Linked DNA regions of Sus scrofa: region 1 is linked to region 2. A link is a contact called in public Hi-C data. All regions are on one chromosome and are shown on one strand. Each heading gives the region's core, a stretch centred on a gene start, on an enhancer-like site or on the middle of the called end of the contact. The rest is flanking DNA. Distances are from core to core; before and after follow the strand shown. Region 1 holds the start of THBS3 (thrombospondin-3). Region 2 holds the start of FDPS (farnesyl diphosphate synthase).

The links. A called contact is a pair of places that touch in the nucleus more often than the background predicts.
Region 1: a contact with region 2 is called in a Hi-C map of embryonic fibroblasts, with 4 times the contacts expected there. The contact joins the promoter of THBS3 here to the promoter of FDPS in region 2. A contact is called at or near these places in 2 of 5 promoter capture datasets (fetal skeletal muscle and liver) and 7 of 47 Hi-C or Micro-C datasets (alveolar macrophages, embryonic fibroblasts, fetal skeletal muscle and 3 more).

The regions. Positions count from the first base shown.
Region 1 is chr4:94,609,884-94,617,422 of Sscrofa11.1, reverse strand. It overlaps THBS3 (thrombospondin-3), which reads right to left and starts at 4,721. Exons shown (of 23, transcript XM_013997018.2): 1 at 4,579-4,721; 2 at 3,373-3,579; 3 at 2,440-2,696; 4 at 2,232-2,334; 5 at 561-587; 6 at 279-361; 7 at 138-189; 8 at 1-3. The coding sequence starts at 4,657. It overlaps MTX1 (metaxin 1), which reads left to right and starts at 5,984. Exons shown (of 8, transcript NM_001039750.1): 1 at 5,984-6,078; 2 at 7,334-7,403. The coding sequence starts at 5,998.
Region 2 is chr4:94,511,875-94,519,055 of Sscrofa11.1, reverse strand. It overlaps FDPS (farnesyl diphosphate synthase), which reads left to right and starts at 5,362. Exons shown (of 10, transcript NM_001185131.1): 1 at 5,362-5,543; 2 at 5,621-5,783. The coding sequence starts at 5,362.

The DNA of each region.
Region 1 (7,539 bases), core at 3,472-5,971, 99 kb before region 2:
AGCCTGGGGGCGGGTGCAGGCGGGCACAGTCAGAGCCACCCAGAGGACACCATTTAATTCTCCGTAAGTAGAGGCCAAAGCCACGGGCTGGGGAGCACGGCGACGCCACCTGGGGCCCTCCCTACGCGCCCACTCACCGCACACCTGACACTCCATGATGGTGTTTCGGATCAGGGACATTTCTTTCACCTGGTAGACGGAAGGATGGGGAGGAGTCAGCTCTCGGCACCTGCCACCCCTCCCCAGCATCAAGACCACCCTTCGCCGGCCCACTAAACCTGGTCTCGGATATCATCCCGCAGCTCTACCAGGATCTGGTTGAAGAGGGTGAGTTGGGTGACCAGCGCTTTGGTCTGTTCCCCTGTCAGGGTCCAGGATGCAAACAGGCTCAGAACTGGGGCACCAGCCCTGGCCCCTCTCTGCGTAATAAGCCAGGGGCTACCATTGCTGCCCCCACCCCCATAAACCCACTCTCCTCCTGGCTGAAGAGGACTTAGTTGCAGGCAGCTGGGCCTCCTCCCCACCCTCACGCCCCTTTCACCTCAGCGCAGCCTACTCACCTAGGATGGAGTGGAGTGCACTGGCCACTAGAAAAGACAAGAAAACACAGAAGGTGGGAGTTCCTGTCGTGGCTCAGTGGAAAAGAATCTGACTAGCATCCAAGAGGACATGGGTTCGATCCCTGGCCTTGCTCAGTGGGTTAAGGATCTGGCATTGCCATGAGCTGTGGTGCAGGTTGTAGATGCAGCTTAGATCTGGCGTGGCTGTGGCTGTGGCTAGGCCGGCAGCTACAGCTCCGACTGGACCCCTAGCCTGGGAACCTCCATGTGCATCAGGTGCGGCCCTAAAAAGACAGGAAAAAAAAAGCCATGGAGGGTGGAGATGTGAGACGGGCCTGGCTGGTGAGGAGGAGGAAGAAGAGGAGGGACAGGAGCAAAGGGCTGGAGCCTTGGAATAAAGATGCGGTGTCGAATGGGAATCGTGGGAGGGAGGTGACAGGCAGGCAGCACCAGCCCCTTCCCCTGGCTGCGGGTAACCTCTCAGAGAGTTGCCTCATAGACAGTCGAAACCCAAATCCTCCTAGTTCCCGGGCATGGTAGTGACAGAAGAGTTCCAAGTGGGAAGTGACCCAAGCTGGGCCATGGCCACAATATCTTCCATTTCCTCCTTCCCAAGCTTCCACAGAGAGAGCTCTTTCTTTGAAATATCTGGGACCAGCGGACATTTTATTTAGGCAAGAACCTCTGAGCATCCCATCAGAGAGACCTGGCCGATGGGCAGTGCTTAGAGAAACTGCTGGTAGGTGACAGATGCCAGTGGGAGCTAAAAAAGACCCAAGACCCTTAGCGCAATCAACCAAGAAAGACTGACCAGCTGACTTGCTCATCTCAACTCAAGTTAGATTCTTCAGACTTAGATTCTTTTCTGACATCATTGAATTTTTCTAGTCCCCCGTAGGTGGGATGACCTTAATGGAGATTTTCCTGACCACGCCTCCTGGGATGGGATTATTTGGGGATCATAGTGTCAGAGGTAAAGAAGATCAGGGGTAACAGGATCAGAAGCTCCAGGAGTAGTTGAGCCAAAAGCACTGGTTTTGGCGTCCCTGTCATGGCTCAGCAGTTAACGAACCCATGAGGACACAGGTTCAATCCCTGGCCTCAATCAGTGGGTTAAGGACCCAGTGTTGCCATGAGCTGTGGTGTAGGTTGCAGACATGGCTCGGAACCTGTGTTGCTGTGGCTGTGGCTGTGGTGTAGGCTGGTGTCTACAGCTCCGATTAGACCCCTAGCCTGGGAACTTTCAGATGCCTTGGGTGCGGCCCTAAAAAGACTAAAAGATCAAAAACAAACAAACAAAAAAACTGGTTTCGGAGTTCCCGTCGTGGCGCAGTGGTTAACGAATCCGACTAGGAACCATGAGGTTGCGGGTTCGGTCCCTGCCCTTGCTCAGTGGGTTAACGATCCAGCGTTGCCGTGAGCTGTGGTGTAGGTTGCAGACGCGGCTCGGATCCCGCGTTGCTGTGGCTCTGGCGTAGGCCGGTGGCTACAGCTCCGATTCAACCCCTAGCCTGGGAACCTCCATATGCCACGGGAGCGGCCCAAGAAATAGCAACAACAACAACAAAAACTGGTTTCAAAGGGCTGGGAGGTCAAGAGGATGGGGGCACCAAAGATCACATCACAGGATCTGGGGTCCAGGGTGTCAGCTAACAGAAGTTTCTACGTTACCTGCACTGTGGATGGACTCATCCCCCTGGAACGGACACTCACTCAGGGCTCCGACCCGGGCCATGGACCCGCCCAGAATCATTTTCATTGATTCCACGAAGCCCTGGGGGGACAAGAACAGAGCAGGGTGGGAGGACCTACCGACTCCTCCTCCCACTGGTGCAAACTGTTTCCACAGACACTCAGGGGGTCCTCCCTTCCTGCTCACCTGCATCCTCAAATAAGCCTTCTGTCCAGTCCTAATCTCCAGCCCATTGACCTCTGCTGGAGGAATAGGGGCCAGTGCCGGAAGGCCAGCATGCTGGTCGCCCAGTTTGCAGTCCACGTACAGCTGCAGGGCAGGGCTGGGTCTGGACGGGCCTCGGAGTCGCAGGAGAGCGGTGTGTGTGCGCCCATCTGCCAGGCCTGCTTGCTGTAGGTTCACCGCGTGGACTTTGCCATCCTCCCGCTGGTACCGCACCAGCACTGTCCAGAAGGGGAGGTCAGTATTGGCACTGTCCCTTATCCCCTGTCTCCCAGTTGAACCTTGGATAATTTCTTCTGAAAACCACATTTCTAGGACTATCTTTCTTTATTCAGCTATGTATCTCTCCACGCCTTGCACATAAGCGGTACACACTACATTTTTTATGGTCACACCCACGGCACATGAAGGTTCTGGGCCAGGGATTGAACCACCCGTGCCTCACAGCAACCTGAACCACTGCAGGCGGATTCTTAAGGGACCGCGCCACAGTGGGAACTCCTAAATGTTCTTCAAATTGGTTCAAAGACTTGGACTTTCTAACTCTTCCGTGTCATTAGATCACTATATCCCCCGCTACTGTTGCAGCTGGTTCTGTATCCCCAGATCCATTCCAGGGATCTGAGGGACCTCTTTATACCACTACTGGGTCAGAGAAACATGCCTCCCCTCCCCCCAGGCATCCCCACATACAATTCCCCATTCCAACAAATGCCTCACCCTACTGTTTGGGTGCCTGGCCCCCCTAAGGCACTAAGTACCCCTTACCAGGTGCCCCTGGTGCCTGGGCACAGCCTGATGGGTCCATAGTCCCCAGGGGAGCCCAAAGAAAATTAGGAGGGGTCTGAGTGCTCGAAGGAGTCACCATGGCAGGAAGGGAGATGCCCCGCCAGTCACCTTTGTTGATCTTGCCCACAACAGAGGCCTCCAGCCATCGTGTGTTGTCTTGGCGAGAGTAGAGGCCAAAGAGGACACCACCCTGCTTGGGGGGCAGACGGAAGGTGGACAAGAGGTAGATGTCCCCAGCGGTGAGCAGGGCTGTCCGAATCTTCTCCGCCACAGCTACCATCTGCCGGGACTCGCCCAGAGTCAGCAGGTCGATCACTGACCAAGCAGAGATGATTAAGGTCAGACCCCTGTCAAATGCTAAGGCCTGCTCTCTCTGAGCCTTCAGGGGTGGGGCGGCATCCTTCATCACCACCCGACAGTGTTAGTCACCTCCTGGAAATCCAACCCTTGTTGCTGTCAGAGGACAAGGCGTTGTGCCTTCCTTACTGCCACTCCGAGAACCGGCAGGCCTGAGGCTCAACTGGAAATACAGCAACAGCGCCCCGCGAATGTGAGATGCCCCCACCAGGTGGCGCAAAGGAGTCACTGTGTTGATCTCAAGGCAGGAGTAGCACCTGGTGCCCACAGCGCAGAAATAGGAAGGCCGTTTCTCTTCACACGGCTGGGTTTGGCTCTAAATGCCCCTAAATGCTCCTCCTCCCGTCCTGGGGGGTTCAGCACACTCGCTCTGGGTGAGAACAGCTGCCCACTGAAGACTTCGACCCTCCTACTGTCTGGCTCTCTCCCACAGGAACCTGGGACCCAGCTCTCTGCCTCCTGTGTCCTGGCCAATCTGTGGTTTCCCTTCCAGCCTGTAAAGAATCTGTGCCTGTGTCATCTGCTCCAGCTACCTCTCCCACACCCACAGACCCATCCTACCACCAGACCTCCAGGAGAGCCCAGACCTCTTGGTCCCCACCCCCACCCGGTTCTTAGGCAACTAGGAGCCCAAAGGTGGAAGAAACCCACCTTTGAGCTGCTCTCCCAGACCCTGGAGTGTCTGGGGATGCTCAGACACCAAACCAGCCAGGCAGCCCTAGCATCCTGCCTCCTGAGTCCACAGCCCTGGCCTCATGCTGACCCTGGCCAGTTCCCACTCATCCGCCACCTTCTGGTGTCAGCTCCTCCCCACAGGATCATAATTTCATCAACTCTTCCCTCCGGTTCAATTTCAGGACTCTCCCCTCTCCCCTTGCCCACATGTTCCCTGCTACTAGGCTGGGGGCAAGTGGGGAGGAGGCAGAGAGGGGGCTCTGAGAATTGGTACTGGCTTACCCTGCAGGTCCTGACTGGCAGATGCGAAAGTGCAAAGGAAGAGAAGAGCCAGGGCCCCCCGAAGTTCCTGCGTCTCCATGCCGCTCAGCCGGCTCACTACCCCTGGCAGGCAGGCGGCTGGGAGGGGAAAAGGCTAGGCGGAGAGCAGGAGAGGGGGGCGGAGGGACTGGAGGGGGGGGCCGGCAGGCGGTGAGGGGGGGCTGAAACAAAGAGCTGCCAATCACCCTGGAGGCATCCTCAGCTCCGGGAACCAGGGGCACTGAGGAAGAGTCCTGGAGGCCTCCTTGCCTCGCGCCTCTCCCTAATGGTGCTCTCCCCCAGGTGCCTCCCTCTCCCCTGCATCTCGCTCTTGGGGGTTGCTACCGAATGCTACTGTCTTCTGGAAGCCACAGTTGGGGAAGGCAGGCAACTTTGGCAGGGGCAGTGCCAGACAGTGAGCATTATTCCACAGCTGGTACGAGAGAATTCCAAGGGAGTGGCTGAAACTAGCTTGCTATAGTGCCCAGGGGATGCCCACATGGCATGACGTTTGCTCCTCCGACAGAGCAAGTGCTCTTTATTAGGGTGATGGTCCCATGCCTTGTCCCTGTGCTTCCACTTTCCTTCATTACTAGGAAAACCTGGGAGTCTAGAAGAGTCTGGTGGAAACTGGAGGGAAAGTCTACAACAGTGGTCAGTGAGGCTGGAGTGAAGAAATAGGGAAAGGGACGCCAAGGACAGGAGGAGACCAGAGGACAGGCCAGGGGCCGGGGGGCAGACTGAGAACACTTGGGGGTACAGGCAGACAGGCCACGACCCGGATGAAACGGAGGGGCGCCTCGGTTCCCGTTGCCAAGGCAACAGTCCCAGAGCCCCACCTCCCCTCCCCCCACCCAGGCCCCAGCCCGGCCTAGCTTCGGCCTCCGCCACCGCCCCTGTTTTGTTTCCATGGCGACAGGAGGCGCGGGGCCGGCTCCAAACATAACGCGCTGTGGAAAACATGCGGCTCGGGGGACCCCCCCCGCAGCCCCCGCTCGGGGCCGAGCCCTGAGGGGGCCCGAAGCAGCCCAGACCTCTTGCAGATCTGTGAGGGCACCCAGAGCCTGCCCAGGAGCCCAAAGCCCCCTTCTGGGCCCGCTGAGCCTTCAGAGGCTCGGGGCTCCCCTCGGCCAAGGCTCCGGGACTCTCTTAGGCGCGCCGGGATGAAAGCCCTTCCCCCCTTCGCGAGCCGCCTGTGGATCGGACCGCTGCCGCCCTCCCCCGAAGCCTTCGGTTCCGCCCCACGCCGTCAGGCCGCCTTCTGGGCTGGGATAAGCAGCGCCTTCCCGAGGGCCTCCCCCCAGCTCCCCACTGTGAACAGTCGTAGGGGCGGGGGGCGGATCCGCGCGGAGGAGGGCTGAAGCGCAGGGGGAGGTGCTTCCGGGACAAAGGGCGGGCAAGATGGCGGCGCCCATGGAGCTGTTCTGCTGGTCAGGGGGCTGGGGGCTGCCGTCCGTGGACCTGGACAGTCTGGCCGTGCTGGTGAGGGGTGGCGCCAGCGCCCTCTGCTGCGCCCTGGAGGACTGGGGAGGGGGCTCGGACTAGCCAATCACCGGATTTTGCCAGGGCGCCTCAGCACGGGCGCATTGGGGGAAACTGAGGCAATCAAAGAGCGTGCCTGGCCAGTATGGACTCACATACCGTGTCCTTTGCCATTAGCAGCCTAGTTTTTGTTTGGCAATGGAACGGGTGCTGGTCAGAGGTTCAGGAGATGAGTTTTAGTTCTCGCATGTCCATTTATTGGCTGTGTGACCTTGGAGCGATCCCTTCTCTCTGGGCGCTGTTTTCTTCATCCGCTTGTTTACTGAGGCTGGACGATCTCAGAGTTCTCCGACTCCGCAGGTCTCTGCCTTCTCAACCTCCCTCCCTCCTCCTCCTCATTCAACAGCACTGACTGAGGTTATTGTTCATTGAACCAAAAAGCCCACAGCCAGGCTCTGTAGATAGAGCTTTGGAGTCAGACTAGTTCACTCATTCATTCACTCTTTCATTTAATAAGCATGTATTAGGCATCTTACAAATACCAAACATTGGCATGCAAAGATAAATAGCATGTGGTCCCTCCCCTGGTGGTGTTTACAGAAAGGTAGACATGTCAGCAAATAAGTGTAATAAAATGTTCTGGTGCTAAGTTATAAGTATGAACAGTCCATAGAGACTCCAAAGAAAGGCATGGTCAGTGCTTCCAAATGAGGTTAAGTGTTCACCGGGAAATGGCAGGAAAGAAGGTAGAGGAAAGGATTTTTCTGGCTGACTTGTAATCATGGACATGTCCATCATCTCTCTGAGCCCTGTGTTACCCACTGTAAAATGGGAACATAGGAGTTCCCGTTTGGCGGAGTGGTTAATGAATCCGACTAGGAACCATGAGGTTGTGGGTTCGATCCCTGGCCTCACTCAGTGGGTTAAGGATCCGGTGTTGCCGTGAGCTGTAGGTTGTCGACACAGCTCGGATCCCGAGTTGCTGTGGCTCTGGTGTAGGCCGGCGGCTACAGCTCCGATTTGACCCCTAGCCTGGGAACCTCCAGATGCCGAGGGAGCAGCCCAAGAAATGGCAGAAAGACAAAAAAAAAAAAAAAAGAACATAATGTCAACTTTTTTTTTTTTTTTTTTGGTAAGGCAATTATGAAGCATAGGGCATAACACAAAAGGTATTCAATAAATGTTATTTCTTTTCTTGATTCCCCTGTGGGGGCCATGTCCCTGGCCTCTCTGCCTTCTGCTTCCTTCCCTGCAGACCTATGCCAGATTTACTGGTGCCCCACTCAAGGTGCACAAGATCACCAACCCCTGGCGGAGCCCTTCAGGTATCCAGTGTCCCTGGGTGGCGGTGGGGGTGGTGAGGAAGGGAATGTACAAGGGGAAGAGCAGGAGACAGACAGGGATGTGGTGCAATAATATATGGATAAGCAGTTAAGGATCTGGTGGCCATACTTCTTTGTC
Region 2 (7,181 bases), core at 4,113-6,612:
CAGAACACACAGAGGTAGCCGAAATCACACTGGTGTCTTCAATTTGCCATCTCGAGCCCACTCCGAGGGGTCACGTGCCTTGCTGAAGTGCACCCAGCTGGTTAGGGTGGAGTCAAGAATTGCATCCAGGCAGGCAGCACTCAGCCCCAGTTCTGAGCTGGGCAAGTCTGAGGAAGGATGGCCTGGCGTTGGTTTCCCTTCCTGGCCTGTTTCAGTGGCTCTTCTCTCCACAGGCGAGCTGGCTGGCAGCGGCTCCCTGACTCCCATCAGACCCCAGAAGACAAGCCTGGTGGTTATGAAGTCAGCCTGACTCCTCCTTAGGCCCCTATCCCAGCCTGTGGGCTGCCAGCTGTGCCCCTTGCTGAAGGGTCTTTGGCCCCGCCTGCCCCCAGGCGGTTAGCATCCTGGTCCTTCCTGAAAGGCTCACTTGCTTTCTGGACTGCTCTGGGCTTCCTGCCCCTCCTCTGCCTGTCTCCTGTCTGTATCCTTTGGTAAACCCTCCCCCCGACCCCCCAGGCGCCATGAGGCCCTGAGCAGAGCAGGAGAGTGGTGGCCCGAAGCCTTGCCAGGTGGATGGCTAGAGAAGGAAGCCCGAGCTCAGGCAGGAAGCCACAGGCTCCTTGAGGCGTCCGTGTGGGGAAGATGTGCAGACGTCAAAGCAGACACAACAGATTCTGGATGTGGCTCTGCCACTCTTGGGCTGGAAAGCTTGGTTCCAGGTGCTGGCTCCAAAGGGGAAGATTGACAGGAAAATTGACAGGTGAGGCTTCCGTGAGGTGACATATGTGTGAAAGTGTAGATTTCCAATGCCAGTGCATTGGATAGCTCTACGGTGCATCAGGTGTTTGCAGAGAGAACAAGACAAGAGAATGTTTTGCTTGTCTTAAGCTGGCTGAGTCCTGGTCTCCCCTGTCTTTTTTTGTTGTTGTTCATATGTTTGCTTAGATTTTGAATTTGTTTTTAATTTTTTGTCTTTTGGCGTTTTTTTGTTTTTTTTTTTGTTTTTTTTGTCTTTTTGCTATTTCTTGGGCCAATCCCGCGGCATATGGAGGCTCCCAGGCTAGGGGTCCAATCAGAGCTGTAGCCACCAGCCTACACCAGAGCCACAGCAGCATGGGATCCGAGCCGTGTCTGCAACCTACACCACAGCTCACGGCAACGCCGGATCGTTGACCCACTGAGCAAGGGCAGGGACTGAACCCGCAACCTCATGGTTCCTAGTCGGATTCATTAACCACTGCGCCACAACGGGAACTCCTGGTTTTTTGGTTTTTCTCTTTTTTTGCTTTCTACTTTCTATCGCTCCTTGTCCTGGGGTGCCTTCTAAGAGCTCCTCCTGCTGCAAAATGCAGCCCTGGGGAAACTTCCCTCAGAGGCCGTGGTTCTGGCAGCCTACACCCATAACATGGGGCAGCTGCCTGGGGTGAGCAGGGAAGGCTGGGCTGCTTTGAGGGTGGGAGGCCTCACGTTGTAGGAGGGGGATTCTGGGGGGAGCATTTCCTTTTGGTCAGCCTGTGTCTTTCCCTGAGGTGCTTGCTTGCACCCAAGGTTCTGCTGCCCTGATCTCTCCATTTCCTGTGAGCTTCTCAATGTCTCCTTATGGAGCCCCGCGCCAAGGTGGAGGCAGACTGGGCTGGCAGACCCATCTGCCAGGTGCTAGCAATGTCACACCCTCTTTCCCTGGGTTGTAATCGACTAAAGTTGTTTTTCCTGGATTTCTTGCCAGTTCCACTCCTGAGAGGTGCAAGAGTTTTTAGGGGTTTTTGTGTGCGTGTGTGTCTTTTTAGGGCTGCACCCAAGGCATGTGGAGGTTCCCAAGCCAGGGGTCAAATTGAAGCTGCAGTCCCTTGCCTACACCACAGCCACAGCAATGGCAGATCTGAACCGTGTCTGGGACCTACACCATAGCTCAGGGCAATCCCTGATCCTTAACTCACTGAGTGAGGCCAGGGAACACACCTGCGTCCTCCTGCATACTAGTCAGACTCGTCTCACCTGAGCCACAATGGAAAGTCTGTGGTTTTGGTTTTTGTAATTGTGGTAAAATTTGCCTACCATGATATTTACCGTTTATACCACCCACTGAGGGAGGGCAGGGACCGAACCTGCAACCTCATGGTTCCTAGTCGGATTCGTTAACCATTGCGCCACGACAGGAACTCCTATATACAGTTTTCTAAGGTATCTCTATACTGTTTTCCATAGTGGTTGTGCCCCAGGTCAGGGATTGGATCGGAGCCTCAGCTGCATCCTGTGCCACTGGTGCAGCAATGCCAGATCTTTAACCCACTGCCCTGGGCTGGGGCTTGAACCTATTGCCTTCACAGAGATGAGCTGTATCCTTAATACACTGTGCCACAGCAGGACTGCCTTTATTTTCATTTTTTATAACGTTTTGTTGAAGTATTATTGATTTACAATATTGTGATCATTTCTGCTCTACAACAGAGTGAGTTATGTAGATACACACATCCATTTTTTTTCAGATTCTTTTCTTGTATGGATTATCATGGAATATTGTCTAAAGGTCACTGTGCTTTACAGCAGTTCCCCATTGGCCAATCCTTCCATATACCACAGTGAGCATATACCACTCCCAAATTCCTAGTCCATTCCTTCTCCCCACCTATTCTCTTTGGTAAGCATATGTTTGTTTTCAAATCTGTGAGTCTGTTTCTGTTCTGTGAATAAGTTCATATATATCCTTTTATAAGATTCCACATATAAGTGCTATCATATGATATTTGTCTTCCATTGTCTTCACATAGTATTATAATTTCTAGGTCCATCCATGTTGCCATAAATGGCATTTTCATTCTATTTATGGCTGAGTAGTATTCCATTGTATATATGTACCACATCTTTATCTGTTCCTCTGTTGATGGACATTTAGTTTGTTTCTACATCTTGGCTATTGTAAATAGTGCTGCAGGGAACATTGGGGTGCATGTGTCTTTTTGAATTAGGGTTCTCTCTGGATAGATGCCCATGAGTGGTATTGCTGGATCATATGGTAGTTCTATTTTTAGTTTTTTGAGGAAACTCCATGCTGTTTTCCATAGTGGTTGTACCAATTTGCATTCCTGGCAACAGTATAAGAGGGTTCCTTTTGTCTACACTCTCTCTCCAGTATCTATCATATGTACATACTATATTATTTTTCTTTTATGGCTTCCCCATGGTATATTGGGTTCCCGGGCCAGGGATCAGATCCAAGCCCCAGTTGTGACCTATGCTGAAGCTGCAGCAATGCTGGGTCCTTTAACCTACTGTGCTGGGTGGGTGATGGAACCTGTGTCCTGACACTGCAGAGATACTGCCCATCCCATTGCACTACAGAGAGAAAACCCGTTTTATTGTTTAGATGCTATTGTAAATAGAATTGCATTGTTCATTTCCTTTTTAGATTATTCATTGCAGGTGTATAGAAACACAAGTGATTTTTGCCTGTTATTTTTGTACCCTGTGATTTTGTTGAGTTTGTTAGCTCTAGTAGCTTTATGGATTTTATATATACAGGGTCATAGCGTCTCTGAAACAGATTTTATTCTTTTCCAATTTGGCTGTACAATGTCGAACAGCAATGGTTAAAGCAGATATTCTTGCACACTGATTTTGTTCCATAGTGACAAAATCATTTATGTTTTATGTGGTTTGGAGTTTCAGGCATCTTTCTAGGTGGATCAAGTTACTGGGATTTGGGAAGGTTAATGGAGAAAGAGCCAACAGTGTGAAGCCGTGTGTGTGTGTTCTGCTGAGTTTTATCTTTCTTGGGCACTTAAAGCACTTTATATACTTCATCTCTCACGGGGTTTTCCTCATTTAACAAATGAGGGAAGTCTGTTTTAATTACGTTAACTGAGGCTCCGAGAAGTTCTATGATTTGCTTAAGTGGTCCTTCTGGAGTTTTAGTAATGTGCCACTCAATTGCACAGGAAGATAATGAAAACTGAAATGTAGTAAAGGCAACAGCTGGGAGCGTAGGAAACTCCCAGCCTGCTTCCCATTTGCCACAGCAGCCTCTAATCTTGGCCCACTCTACCTCCTTCTAGCTGTGGGCCCCGGGGTGCTGCACTTCCATTGGCTGTGGGTTACAGGGCCTCATACTCATACGAGGGAAAACATCCAATCAGAGTGGCTCGTCTCCACCCTGCCAGTACACGCTAGATTGCGTTGTAGTTGTCCCTCCCGTGGCATGCCGGGAATTGTAGTTTACTGGGCCTTTCTGCCTATAGCGAAAAGAGATGGAGAACTACTAGTCCCAGAGAGCTGAGCGTTGAGGAGTCCGGTTTTTAGGCATACCCCAGCAATTCTCTGGATCCACAACCGGCATCCAGGAACAGGTGAGAGAGGTCTCGGGCAGGGAGTGGAGGCACGGGTTAGAAACTCAGCCTTACTTCTGTAGTGATACTTTGAGGCACAGGAGGACCAGTACGTTGTGCTGGAGTTCCCCCGCTTTGGGGGTTGGTGGGACCGACTGGCTAACCTCATGGATGTGAAAAACTCCCATCCCTGTCCTGTGCTTTCCTGGAACCCTCAGTGTAACTGCACATTGGTTTGCTCTTCTACTGCGAACTCTCCCCACCTGCCCACTGTTGTTCTGAGGTTGTCTGCATAGTTCTAGTCTGTAAAGGCTTAGGACACCCAGTCCCAGAGCCTCAGACCACATGTCCATAGCACCCAGGGGTTCCTGTTTCATGTCTCTTCATCTCACAGACTCTGTACCCCTCTTTCTGGCTACTGGGAAGACCTGGATTCTAGGTTTGGTACCCACGTCCTAGGTATCTTCCTACCTCCTAGAGGCTCAGCTTGACTTATATAAAATAGGTTGATTTAAGGGTCTTCCTAGCCCCCAGTTCTGAATTCCTTTACTCTAGACTCTTCTCTCTGTACTCCAGGACTTGGGAAGCAGCCAGGGGTGTAGCAATTCCAGAGAATCCCTGGAGGGGAGGCATTGATGGTTGAAAAGGATAAAGTTAGGTGGCAATAAGTTTTAGTCACCTTTTTTTTCTTTTTGGCGACACCTATGGCATGTGGAAGTTCCTAGGCCAGGGATCCAACCTGCCCACAACAGTGACAAGACTGGGTCCTTAACCACTAGGCCACCAGGAAACTCCAAGTTCTAGCCATCATATTTTAAGTGCAGTTAGTTTATTCTCAGTCACCCAGCTGTACTTTTTGTTCCCCACATTTTTTTTTTTCCCTGTAAATGCCCTCAATCTCATACCAGGAGAAAGTGGGGCCTTCTGGCTATGGAGGTAAAAGTTCGGGGAGGTGACCTGGGGAGCTGCCAACGTGCATCTGCCTTTGGTGCTTGCTCCTGCAGGGAGTGCTCAGTGCCCCTTCCCTGTACCACCCCCCATGCTGCCCCTGTCCCGCTGGCTGAGATCTGTGGGGCTCTTCTTGCTGCCAGCCCCCTGCTGGGTGCCCCGGGAGAGGTGGCTGGGTCCCCTACGGCGGCCCTCCCTGGTGCACGGGTGCCCAGTCCTGGGGGCATGGCACAGTGCTCGCTGCTGGTGCCAAGCGTGGACAGAGGAGCCTCGGTGAGTTTGGTGGGGGTGAGGGGCCTTGGGGAGGGGAGCAGCTGTTCAGGTTTCTGACTTGTCCTCCCTCTCCTCAGAGCATTTTACTCCTCCCTCAGAATGAACGGAGACCAGAAATTGGACGCTTATGCCCGAGAAAGGCAGGATTTCATCCAGCACTTCTCCCAGATCGTCAAGGTGCTGACTGAGGAGGACATCGGGCACCCAGAGATAGGAGATGCTGTTGCCCGACTCAAGGAGGTGAGGGATTTATGACTGGAGAGAGTCTTTGCTCTCTCTGCATGTGTGGGATCCAGCTCTGGCTTTTGGGGGACTTTTGGCAGGGGTGGGAGCAGGGTTTTACCTGAGCGTTTCTGGGTGCCCTCTGGAGGTGCAGGTATACTTAGCCCAGTAGTCCTGCCTGGTGGTTCTTTTGGGCCATCCGCACTGCTTTGAATAAGGGTGGAGGGCCCTGGGGGTGAGGCATTAGGCATCCAGAAATAATGAGGGGCTACCTTGGCAGGGACCTGGGAGGAAGGCAGTCTGAGATGGGCTTGGGTGAAGCTAGTGCATCAGAAACTCCTGCTCTAGGACAAGAACTATTGCTGAGATACTTAAGTTGCCTTATTGTTTTATTCCTTTTTTTTTTTTTTTTTTAAAGGGCCACAAGTGTGGCATATGGAAGTTCCCAGGTTAGGGGTCTTATTAGAGCTGCAACCACAGCAACACCTGATCCTAGCCATGTCTGACTTACACCACAGCTCATGGCAGCACCTGATCCTTAACCCACTGAGCAAGGCCAGGGATTGAACCTGTGTCCTCATGGATACTAGTTTGCGTGCATTACTGCTAAGCCACAATGGGAACTCCTAATTCTTTTATTCTTTTAGAGTATCTAGTAATTCTTACTATAAATGCTCTCTCATTTGTCTGAGGGGAACTAAGGAGAAGGGGGTGTGTCTACACTGGGATGGAGATTAAAAGGGAAGTCTTCCCAGTGAATTAGATCTAAGGGCAGCCAACGGCACAGAGGTCCCAGCAGGACATGCCATTGGAGGAGTGGGGGACGGGTCCTCCACCCTATGGTCTCCTCCAAGATTTCCTCTGGCCGACTTTGGGTGGGTGGGTGGGGGGGCTTTAATAAAGTGAGAGAGGCTTTTCATTTGCAGATAGGTTGAACTGTGGGTAGGAGGAGGGGGCTGGGAAAGGAGGAATGGACTGTGAAGGGGAAGCGTAGGAGAATTGGAGGAGACCCAAACACACCAGCCATTCCTATGTACATTCTCTGCATGGACAGAGTTCTCCCCGGGTTTGGGAGCAGATTTTAATCTCCACTATGGAGGCTTTAAATGTACTGAGGAAGACAACGCAGAGAGTGCCTGGGGCCTGGGGAACTTCCCTCTGTGCTCCAGGACTTGAAGGAAGAAGCTGAGTAGCAATTCCAGAGGCTGTCTGGAGGAGGGTGTGGGGTTGAGGATGAAGTTAGGGCTGGTTGGTGTTCTCATCGTGGCTCAGTGGTTAATGAATCCGACTAGGAACCATGAGGTTGTGGGTTCGATCCCTGGCCTTGCTCAGTGGGTTAAGGATCTGGCGTTGCCGTGAGCTGGGTGTAGGTCGAAGACATGGCTTGGATCCCGGTGTTGCTGTGGCTGTGGCATA